3 separate regions of the Drosophila melanogaster genome follow, and all the other regions are linked to region 1. A link is a contact called in public ChIA-PET and HiChIP or PLAC-seq data. All regions are on one chromosome and are shown on one strand. The core of a region is the stretch at or near the end of the contact, and the rest is flanking DNA. Distances in the headings are between cores, read along the strand shown. Region 1 overlaps spri (sprint). Region 2 holds the start of CG32687. Region 3 holds the start of spri (sprint).

Region 1 (3,563 bases), core at 649-3,148:
TTGCTGGTAAATCAATCGTTGAGTTAGCCTAAGCTATGTTTACCTGGCCTAGTGTCTTTGGGGGTATAGTTTATGGCCGCATAATACACTCCCCCGAAAATAAAACACGAGAAGTGGAAAAAATCGGGGTGCCAAGAGAAGGAGAAGTGCGGCAACGCCGCTCTCAAACTTCAACTTGGCCATGTGGCATGTCAATTTTTCCACCATTTGCGGCAATTTCTTTTCGTTTTTCGTGGCTCTTTTATTTGTGTTTATTGTGAGAAGACAAAAAAAAAAAAGCAAAAGGTTATGTCCCGCTCCTTTAATTCCGCCGGTTTCGTTGCCGTTCGTTTAATTTTATTGCCTAATTTTCAACTTTGATTGCTGCCACACCCCTCAAGCGAATGATAAAAATGAAAAGAAGAAAAACACTCCACCCTCATTCTCCTGTCACTTTCACGCCCGTTGACATTTCTAAGGCAGAGATTTTGGGTTTTCCCGCCACTTTCTTCCACCAGTTTATCTTTCAATTTTCGTCTGTCGAAGATAATCCATTTTTATATTTTATTTAGCATTTACGCTTGCATATTAAACGCTTCATTTAGTTCGCGCGAAAATATCATAAAGAAATTAACATTTTCCGCCTCCTTTGGGGAGAGGGAGGAAATTCGCGGCGGCGATGAGGAAAGCTCATTATCCCATTACCTGAGGGAAATCCACAAAAGGATCATTAACTACAATTTACTGCCGCTTTTGTGGCATAGAAAGTTGCTCTTGGCGCAGCGACAACAACATCTGTCTTGGGAAACTCCTAAATCTCAACCGGTATAAATAAATTGAGATATACTGCTATATATATTTGGACAACGATAGATAATTCAAGTCGAATGCGCCTGGTTAAGTAAATTGTAAAATTTAGCTAGCAGCTGTTTCTCTATTATTAAACGCTTTTAGTCACATTTCGATAGCTGGGAAAGCTAGTGGATTGTCAAATGCAGCTTCACAATTTGATTGCAATCAACATAAAAGTAATAAAAGTAAAAAATAAATAACTTTCAGCCACTGCGGTTTTGATATTCCATAAAAAAAAGGCCACTAAAAGCCTAACGATTCACGATTTTATCATTTGAGTGACATCTACTTTATTGAAAATGCTTCAAAAAGAAACAACAACAAAAAGCAAAAGTCAATTTTAATAACACTTAAAAGTTAAAATAATCGAAAATGAGAGAGCAAACATACTTTGATTTGTAAATTCTGTAATAATATTTCAATAAAGTATCAGAAACACTTTCAAATGGATTACAAACACTTCGTTGTTCGGTTTTCAATGAGAAATACTTTACGGATTATAAAAGTATCTTAAAGAACCACCTCTGCAACATATCTAGATATTAATTTAACCACAACTCATGTGGTCACCTGTTTTGTACGTGGGGTGCCAAGCTGTCGCAATGGATATACACATATATTTCGAGGGTTTGGGTTTGGGAATCGGCATGGGTTTGAGTTCGGGTTTGGTCCGACAACCACCCACGCACACAGATTGCAAGTTTATCTACGTATCTTACAGATAGACGAGCTCACTCATGGCGAACTCTATCAATAGCATCATCGGCAACAAGAAGTTGGCTTTGTCTTTCGCTGATTTTCATTCTGGTTTTTGTTTTCGATTTTGATTTTGAGTTGGTTGTTTGGTTGTTGGTGTTTCACCCTGTAGGCGGCTGCTTCCAGTTGGCTTCTTGGCTTGATTAAATATTGCCAACGACAACGGGGCCCAGTCGCGAGTTCAAGATGGGAAATGAACGTCGCGACTTCGTCATCGTCTGATGCCGCCTTTCAGCTACAATCTCGCATCTCTGGATCGCCCATTCCATCGGGTTTTTAGTTTTTAGCCCCCGGAATAGCCCCTCAACCGCGCAAAGCCACCGAAAACCCCCTGACAACCCACAATTTGCAGTGCGTCGTCAACGTCTGAAGTATATCTTGAACAAAACGCAAAGAAGATGCCAAGGCAGAAGTACAAAGAGCACGCGGAAGTGAGTTGAAAAAGACCAAAAAATTACAGCAAAACATAAAAAAAAACTGAACTGAGCTGATGCTTGTCATAGCCCCGCCCCTTTGCCTCTTTGCAACAAGTTTCAATTGAGAGATACTAAAAGATCGCAATTATATGAGTTGGAGACCCTGAAAATAAAGTTAAACGCTGCTTACAAGAGGTTCATGGATTTTCGGTGGCCACAGTGATTTTAATTTGCCCAAATAGGTTTTTAAATGATTTAATATCATTAATGAATTTTTAATGTTTTATTTACAACTCAAGCTCTTCGAGTCATAACGTAAGTTATGCATCAAAGGATAATATTTATAGTGTATTTCTAAATATATGCAAGAAATTCATTCAACTGAACTCTTAGGAAATCTGTCAATCAAAATTGTGAACCACTATTTAAAAACAATTTAAGCTGCACAAATCCTCTTATGTTTCCCCATCAAATTCTTAAACAATTAAATGAACGCCGATTGCTACAATTGCGATACGCATTGAAATCCCATTATTTCTCTGAGGAATTACGCAATGTACTATGTACATATGTATGTAAAACTTATTGAGATACCAGCGAGGAGTTTCGTAATCGCTTATTGGATGTAAGACTCGTAATGGGCACTACTGTTTCCTACAAAATGGGTTATGAATTCGAATAGAAGGGGAGACTCTGTTGATAAGACAGGTGGGTGCCCCTGCTCTTGGGAAAGCAAATGAATGAACGAGAACGAAAGTTGTTCAAATTGGCCCGCAGCTGATAACAAAATCGGGGGAAAAAATCAAAAAGGAAATGGGGAAACGTACGTATTCTCTTCCAAAGACTGCAATTTGTTGCTATTGACTTTTCAGTTGGCCTGCGGTTAAATTCATTATTTATCATCAGTTTGCTTTTCAAAATCTATTTGAATGTTTGTCCAGTAAATGCACAGTGAAAAAAAATATACAAATATGATGATATAAATATGGGAACTCGGGAAGCCTATTCTTTTTGTACTCTGTAGAATCTAGTCAGCTTTAACGTTATTAACAGATTCAATTGATAATTGATTCTTGCATCTTTTCTTTGTGCCTTCTGATTTGATATCTGCCTATTTGTCAGTGTAGATAAAGTTGTGATAGTGGAAGGGGGGAAACCACAACTTCGGGGAGCAGACAAACAAATTACAAAGAAATTGTCATTGTCGCTTATTTTTTTTTTGGGAGACATCATCGATTGACCGTCGATATCGAAGGCGCCAATCCTCCCCGCCTCATCGCAGCCCCCTGTTCGCCACATCGCAGAACTTTTCCAACAAATGCTTTCCCCTTATCGCTTTCAGGTGGCAACTTTGATTGGGTGGATGATGTCGGAGAATGTGGGAGGGGAGGGGTCATTTGTTCTAAGTGCCTTAAATGTTCCGTCATGTTTTGTCCATCTATCTGACCAAAACTGCTGCCCCATCCCTTCGGTTTGTTTGTGTTTTGCGCAGTGCACGACAGTTGATAAGGAAAAGCCGGCGTATTTGTTGCACATGTGGAGTTTTAGTTGTTACGACTT
Region 2 (3,563 bases), core at 703-3,202, 55 kb before region 1:
ATTTAACGTTATCTATACTATTAATTTTATTCCAACTTATCGCCCTTTTCGTGTGTTTTGACCATTGTTTGTCAGTCTCAAGTTTCATTTTTGACCTTCACGGCGTTTTTTTTCTTCATTTTTGCAAACCAAATCGAAAGTAATCAAGTTTAAAATATTATATATATATATTAAATTATATACGCCAAAAAAAATTAACTATAAATAATACATTTTTAGGGCTTACGGAAATTGTTGAAATGATCTTGTATATATGTTTCTTGATATACTTCGACCCTGTAATCATGTCTCATACTTTACCTATTATAGTTTTGTTTTTCTTTGTCTGAATCAATCAGAAACGCAGATAAATGTGCCCACGAGCAAACCGAAAGTCAGCTGATACAAATTATTGCTTTTCAAGACGAAGCCAAACAAAAACACTTGGGCAAACAAACGATCGACTAGCACATACATACCTTTGCATCTTCCAGATATCCTTCGAGACGCTGGAGATCTTGTTACCGCCCAGATAGAGGTACTTGAGGTGGCGCAGCTCGGTGACCTGTTCCGGAAAGTGGGTTAATTGATTGCCACTCAGATTGAGCTCCTTGAGCGTGGAGTTGGTGCCACCGGTGGCATTGCCGTTGCCATTGCCATTGGCCATTTTGGTGAGCAGCGATTTGGGCAGCGAGGCATTGGTCAGCAGGTTATTCTTGGCTATCAGGGTGACCAGCGGCAGTTGGCAGACGGCATCCGGCAGCGTGGTGATTGCATTCGAGCTGAGATCCAGAATCTTCAGATTGCCGAACTGCAGCAGTAGACGGGGCAAGCCGACCAATCGATTGTGATTGAGCAGCATGGTCTCGATGTCGCCACTGGACTTGAGCAGAGCCTTCTGCGGCGAGGCCAGGTGATCCTCCAGCGTGACCAGGTCCAGGCTCATACGGCCAAAGTCCAGTGTCTTCTGCTCCCGCGAATCCGTGTCCGAACTGTCCGACGTGTACACCTCCATGGCTGATCTTCTCCTGGTGACTTGCTGCTCACTGGATTGACTGGACGCACGATCTCTTTGTTTACAACTGATCTGATCTCGAGATGATCCAAATCGAAACGCTCTCGCGCACACACAAAAAAAAACCGCAACGCAAACGAAAACAAAAAACAGATGTGAATGTGTATAGTATGGTGTGGTGTGGTGTGGTGCGGTGTGGTATGGGATGTCAGCGGAAAATATGAATTAATTTATATAAAAAACCGTCGCGACACTTGACGCTCGCACTGTTCAGCTCGCCCAGCGCGAATGCCAAGTGGTTTGGTTTTTGTTTCGCTTATGCGACGGCTAGCTTTTCAGTTCGGATCGCCAAGCCGACAGTACGACTTTATATTGAGTACTATATCACCTCCAAGCGATTGGATCTTCGGTTGGGTCTCAGATTGCCAATGCGCCAGCTAGGCGGTTTCTCTCGCTCTCACCGCACAGTGGGACAAAGTTCGTTATTCTGTGAAGCAATGTTAAGAAACATAATATTATGTACAACGTGACGGATGAGCGATATTTGACACACTTTAGTGTAAAGTAATCAGTAAGAATGGAAGCAAACAATAAATAAGGCTTACTTACTGAATATCATAATCAACATATGTATAATGTTCTGTAAGATTTCCGATTGTTTTGCCAAAACAAATAGATATGCAGACACTGCACCTGCTCACCCTCCGCATCCGAGGCGTATGCGTAATGCGATAACTAGCACGTTCTTGATTCTGGCTGGCTATAGTATGTGTAATATAACTAATACTGGTTCTGTTACCCTGGGCCAAAGGTACACGGATTTCGCGTGGGTGGCCCAAACAGTTGGAGTGCGTTTTGGGTGGGACAAGCGCTTATCGGTGGGAGGAAACAACTGGGTAGACCATACAGATGTCGTCTTACTTCTGGGCAGCCATATAAATACTTTTGACATTATCAATTATTTGACATTAATTATTTTATTGAATTTGTTTATGGTTTCCACTTTGTGCTGCAATTATAATACAACAATATAAATAGTATTAAAGCAAGTGGGATCCTTTGCTAAGAGGTTTTCCTATCTGAGAGTGAATAAAATATACGGGGAACCCGGATGTTATGGTTGAATAAACTTTATAAGGTGATTAGGTATTTATTACAATTGTATGAGACTTAACTTGAATGGGGTTATGTTAGGAAGTGGCTAAATTTTCACAAACAAATTATTTCAGCTAGGCAACTTTCATAAAAAACTTAATAGAAACTATTATTAAACTAATACAAATACTGCCATCAAGTTTTGTGAAAAGTAAAATACTTTTTTAGGAAGATGAAGTAACATACTGGATCAATCAAACTTTACAAATTAACCATAGCTTGGTAACAAAGTCTAGAAACTGCCACTGCGGTTTCAGCGCTTAAAGATCGAATCGATTGATCACACGAGCGCCGGGAGCTGAGCAAATTTTATGGCACACCGTCGACTGTGGCCCTTAATCCATTTCGCAACCTTACCACTTGGCCAACGAATAGGCCAATCGACCAATCACCAGTTGGTTATGGGACTTTCGTAAAGTTATCGAACAGCCCACTTCATCCGTGCAATCAATATATATTTACTCTCGTCAATCTTTTGTTTTTATTGCCCGCCTGACTTTCTGTACTTAGAGGCTTCTAATCAAAACATCGCACCGCCCCTTCTGGGTAGTCGTTTGTTTTTGCACGTTTCAAAAAAATGGGATCGCATGTGTTGTTTATCAACAAAATATGGTGGGAAAATGTTTTCATCATAAAGTTACGCGATCAACAAGGCTAAATGGTAGTTTGAAAGGATGCTGAAGAATTCGAGTGGTTAGCAATGGACTTTGGAAGCTATGTACGAGATAATTGAACTTTCGAAATGAAAACTTTAAGCTTATAGAGCTCCAGAGAAACTGTACTTCTGGAACTATGGCAAAAACTATCCCTATTTCTCCCTGTGCACCAATGTTTGGCTTCTTAATCTTCTTCTTCGCCAGGGGGGATGGGACCATTGGGGCTCTGGAACCATTTGGCCTGGCAATAATTGTTTATTATCGCGTCACTGGAGCTTTTTGTTGCTGTCGCTGTGTCGCGGTGATAAGAGCACACTCCAAATATCAAAAATCAAGAGCCGCTGCGATCGCGACTGGCCAGCGATGGCGATCGTTGCTATCTATTTATAATTAAACCAAAAATTTATGGCTTGCTCAAACTCCAATCTGTATCAATTTACAATTGTTGCACGAAAGCAAAACAAAGGAAAAGTTCTTAGACCATTTTCAAAAGTTATTAACCCAATTGGAGTCACAAGAATTCGGCGCGGAGAAAGGACATGCCTAAATCGGATCGAAGATAATTGAGAATTGGAATGTTGAATGTTTGGTAGATTTATGTACGTAGATTTAATTTCTGAACTAAGCAGTCAGAAAGACAAAAGATTAACAATTTTATTAATTACCCAGACAAGCGATCCCTATCTCTTTTTAGATGATCCAGTAAAATACTTTTTTTGGTAAATTTATTTTGTAAAATAAATGTTTTGGGCAAATTT
Region 3 (3,563 bases), core at 562-3,061, 43 kb after region 1:
AAAGCAACCCATTGATAAGACCGCTACAGTGGACTATCTAAACCTAATAGCTGTGACAACCGCAAATTGCATGAGGAATACCATATCGACCGGAGGGGTAGTACCGCAGGGTAGGGGAATGTACAGGTAGTGGGACACAGGTAATGACAATAAACATTCTCCACTTATCAGCAATCCGCTGATGCACGCACACAGAGCGAAAATTAGGGCACGTTTCACGCACACCACGGTTTTGGATATTATGTTAGATAATATAGATTATAATTGTTATACCATTTTGCTCTATTTATATATTTTTATATCTTAAGAATGCCTAATTAGTCAATAGTAATAGTAGACCTTGTTTGCTCTGTGCACTTGTGGTTAAGGAAATATTGAGATGATGTTGCGGTTTTGGTTTAGACTTGGAGCTCAGACTTAAGTTTTGGGTTTTTGCCTTTTGATTTTTCGTTTTTTTTTTTTGGCATGCGATAAGACTCGAGACAAAGCCAATTTCCCGCCGATTTCATTGGAAAGATATGGAGTATAGGGGGTTATACATATGTGCTAGCAACAGCTGATTAGCCATTTGAGCAATTTGCAGCACAATCCGTACACATTATCAAAATTTGAGCCGTTTATCATCAGGTGCGTGAAAGCAAGAGGGCGGTGCCCGATGAGGTGAGGAAATGACAACGGCGACAGGAATGCGAATGCGAATATACGAATGCGAATGCGATTGTATGTATGAATGGTATGTAGATGTACGATGGGTATATATGGTAGGTGCTATAAGGTGGCCTGCGAATACCTGGCCGATTAGCAATCCACTGTCAAAATGCATTGAAAGCGAAAGACGACACTAAAGGAAACAGGGACCAAGGGTGCAATGTACCGAGTGTGTAAACCGAAGAGAACCAGGCACAATGTAAAGAAATCCAACGCACTTTTGGCGAGAAAGACAAAAGAGCTTTTCACTCAGAAAAAAAAAAGAATAGTTGTACAGCAGTAATTATTACTATTTATTTAAAGTTAGGTTTTAATCTTTTTCCAAAGATATTGTACAAAGATTTAGTATGATAACCCAAACTGGGAGCAATTAATGGCCAATCCAAATTCACCATCTCGAGTGTGCACTGTATTTTCTTCGAGTGAAAGAAGGGCAAGCGATCAAGAGAGATAGAGTGAGAAGAGAGAGCGGGTGGAAGAGCGAAAAAAGGAGTCCGCGTGGTCGGTGAACTTGAACTTGTGAAAGGATGGGGGAACTACCGGTAAGTGGCTTTATGGATGGGCTACGATCATCACTTTCAATTAAATTACCAGGGGAACGCCAATGCCGCCAAAAGTCGCAACCCGGGAGCCTAGGAACTGGGAATCTCTAGTTCTGAAGATCTCAAGATCTCTGGAACCTGCTCCAATTTTTGTGCGCACTCGCACTCACTCGCCGACAAACTTCACTTCACTTTTCGCACTTAACTCGGCTGCTGTTGTTGTTGTTGTTACAAAACAATTAAATATAAATAACAACGTTGTAGCGCAAATAAAAAAAATTAAACAAAAAAAAATAAATAAAGACCGGGGGAAAAATATAAAAAAAAAGATGTGTATTTAATTGAGCGCGACACGCAGTGATCTTGTGCGACACAATATTATTTTACTTGAGTTGCAGCACAATTTCAATTCTCGCGATCGCCTTACGACTACGGGACTACGGCTTTACGGATTCCGAAGATTACGGGTTCAATTTCTTCTCCACAATTCTCCTTCAGCGAACGAACGAACGAACAACCGACCGACCGACCGACCGTTTGTGGCCGAGTGCGAACTCGAACTAAACTGAACTGAACTGAAGCCGCCGACAAAACGAAGATCGTCGCCGGCAGCAACAACTCGCTGCGATAATAGCAGCAGCAACAACAACAGCAACAACACAAGCAAAATTACGAGATGCGAAACGATGGCGCACAGTGGTCACACTCCTACTGAAAACTCTCCATTCAGTTGATGGATAATGTTAAAAGTTCTTTGCGCCACAAGATATGTATATGAATCTAAACTATTTATCAATAATAAAAGTATATTAAGAGGTATTTTTAACTTAACAGCACAATGGTCGAAGAGTTAAGGAAAGTTGTATCATATGTTTACAGAACATGTTAACAGCACTTTACTCCACAAGATATATGAAACCATGGAGTAATAGCTTAATAGTTAAACTATATTAAAAAAGAACTTAAACTTAACTCTATTGTGGTCACATGTCAGTCATAAGATCTTACATTTTTCAATATATTAATTACAACCATTTACCCAACCATACTAATTTATGAAAGTATAATATCAAAACTATAATATAATGTATTAAGCAAACTTTACGCTTACTCATAGATCATTGTTGTCACTGTGGTTAACATAGGTTGTAAGGAAGATAGCAAAGTTTTTAACTTTGTTAAAGAAATATTTAATATTAAAGTTTATTCTTCTGCTACTAAGTCAACTTACTGTATTAAAAGTTTCCTAAACTATTCTTTCCGTAAATTAACAATGTTTTAAAATGGAAATTACTATGAATGCAATGGATTGTTATATTGGTGTTTTACGGTTACAAAATTTTCTTTAAAAAAGCGCGGAGTTGGCAAAAAATAAATATTGCTCACCAAAGTGAATTATTAAACGGCAGGTGCTGATTTACTTTCGATTTTGGAAAAGGTGCTTGTAATTATCAAAAATTTATGCTGTCCCAATTTAATTAAACGTGTAATGCAAAATAAGCTTATATTGTTTAAAACAAGTTATAGCTGAAAGCCAAAGCTATGGCACATGGAAATCTAAAATGGTTGTTTTGCAATATATCAGTAATATTTTTTCACATGGTACTGCTGACCAAATCAATATTTCTTGCTGTAAAATGAGACTTTTAATTGTCGGAAAATTATGACACCCATAAATTTTAATTAGCAATCTGTTCTTTTTGTCTTTCGTTGTTTGGTTTTAGCTGGAAATTGAATGCACAGACTTTGGTTCACAATCTTAACAGATTCTCTTGAAAATTATCTTTTATCAGTTTTACTATCGTATATGAATAAGTATTTATATTAAAAGATATATTATTGTGCTTAACCCGGTTATATCTTGTTAAGAGGGCGACGTGTTTGTTTCGCTTGATTTGCAGCTTTGTTTGCTATGTGATCGCATTTTTTGCTCGCACTTATTAATTTTTTTTTTTTACAATTCACCTTGTATTGCCAGCCACAAACAATTTGAAAACGCGAAAACTGTCGATGACCGATAAGCAATTGTCGATTACCGATTAGCGTTTTGACTTCTGGAATTGGAAAGAAGCTTCTGATTTCTGATTTTTCACCTTTTTTTTAGCCCTTCCATTTCGAAATTCAGGTTTTCTTGACAGACCCCCATACCCGCCCCATTTGTCGTGTTGTTCTTCTTGTTGTTGTAAAGTGCCATTGTGTCGTGTCGTCGATCTCATTCGCAAATTATCTTTGTTTGCGAAATTGTAATTGTTTTTGCCGTGCACAATTCAGCAAGAAACCGAAGAAAAGGGCTGGTCTCGAAGTCACATTACC

Evidence for each region. ChIA-PET counts read pairs in DNA pulled down with a chosen protein or histone mark. HiChIP or PLAC-seq counts read pairs in DNA pulled down with a chosen protein or histone mark.
Region 2: a Psq HiChIP or PLAC-seq map of the Kc167 cell line shows a contact between it and region 1, with 4 times the contacts expected there. The contact joins the promoter of CG32687 here to the enhancer-like site in region 1. A contact is called at or near these places in 1 of 1 datasets of contacts at CTCF or cohesin (the Kc167 cell line), 11 of 107 Hi-C or Micro-C datasets (the Kc167 cell line, the S2 cell line, the Sg4 cell line and 4 more) and 5 of 6 datasets of contacts at active chromatin or transcription factors (the Kc167 cell line and the S2 cell line).
Region 3: a contact with region 1 is called in an RNA polymerase II ChIA-PET map of the S2 cell line, with 5 times the contacts expected there. The contact joins the promoter of spri here to the enhancer-like site in region 1. A contact is called at or near these places in 22 of 107 Hi-C or Micro-C datasets (the D17-c3 cell line, the Kc167 cell line, the OSC cell line and 10 more) and 4 of 6 datasets of contacts at active chromatin or transcription factors (the Kc167 cell line and the S2 cell line).

The regions. Positions count from the first base shown.
Region 1 is chrX:10,540,488-10,544,050 of dm6, forward strand. All of the region lies in intron 4 of spri (sprint), which reads right to left. Among named protein-coding and RNA genes, the nearest start is that of CG15296, 24 kb to the right of the region's middle. Within about 2 kb of position 1,899, at least 9 of the 39 cell types and tissues checked have an H3K27ac peak or open chromatin away from gene starts, as enhancers often do. A contact at or near this core is called in the D17-c3 cell line, the Kc167 cell line, the S2 cell line and 1 more, where this site is marked.
Region 2 is chrX:10,485,253-10,488,815 of dm6, forward strand. It overlaps CG32687, which reads right to left and starts at 1,953. Exons shown (of 4, transcript NM_001272483.1): 1 at 1,604-1,953; 2 at 459-1,481. The coding sequence starts at 994.
Region 3 is chrX:10,583,611-10,587,173 of dm6, forward strand. It overlaps spri (sprint), which reads right to left and starts at 1,812. Exons shown (of 11, transcript NM_001272487.1): 1 at 1,716-1,812; 2 at 1,300-1,463.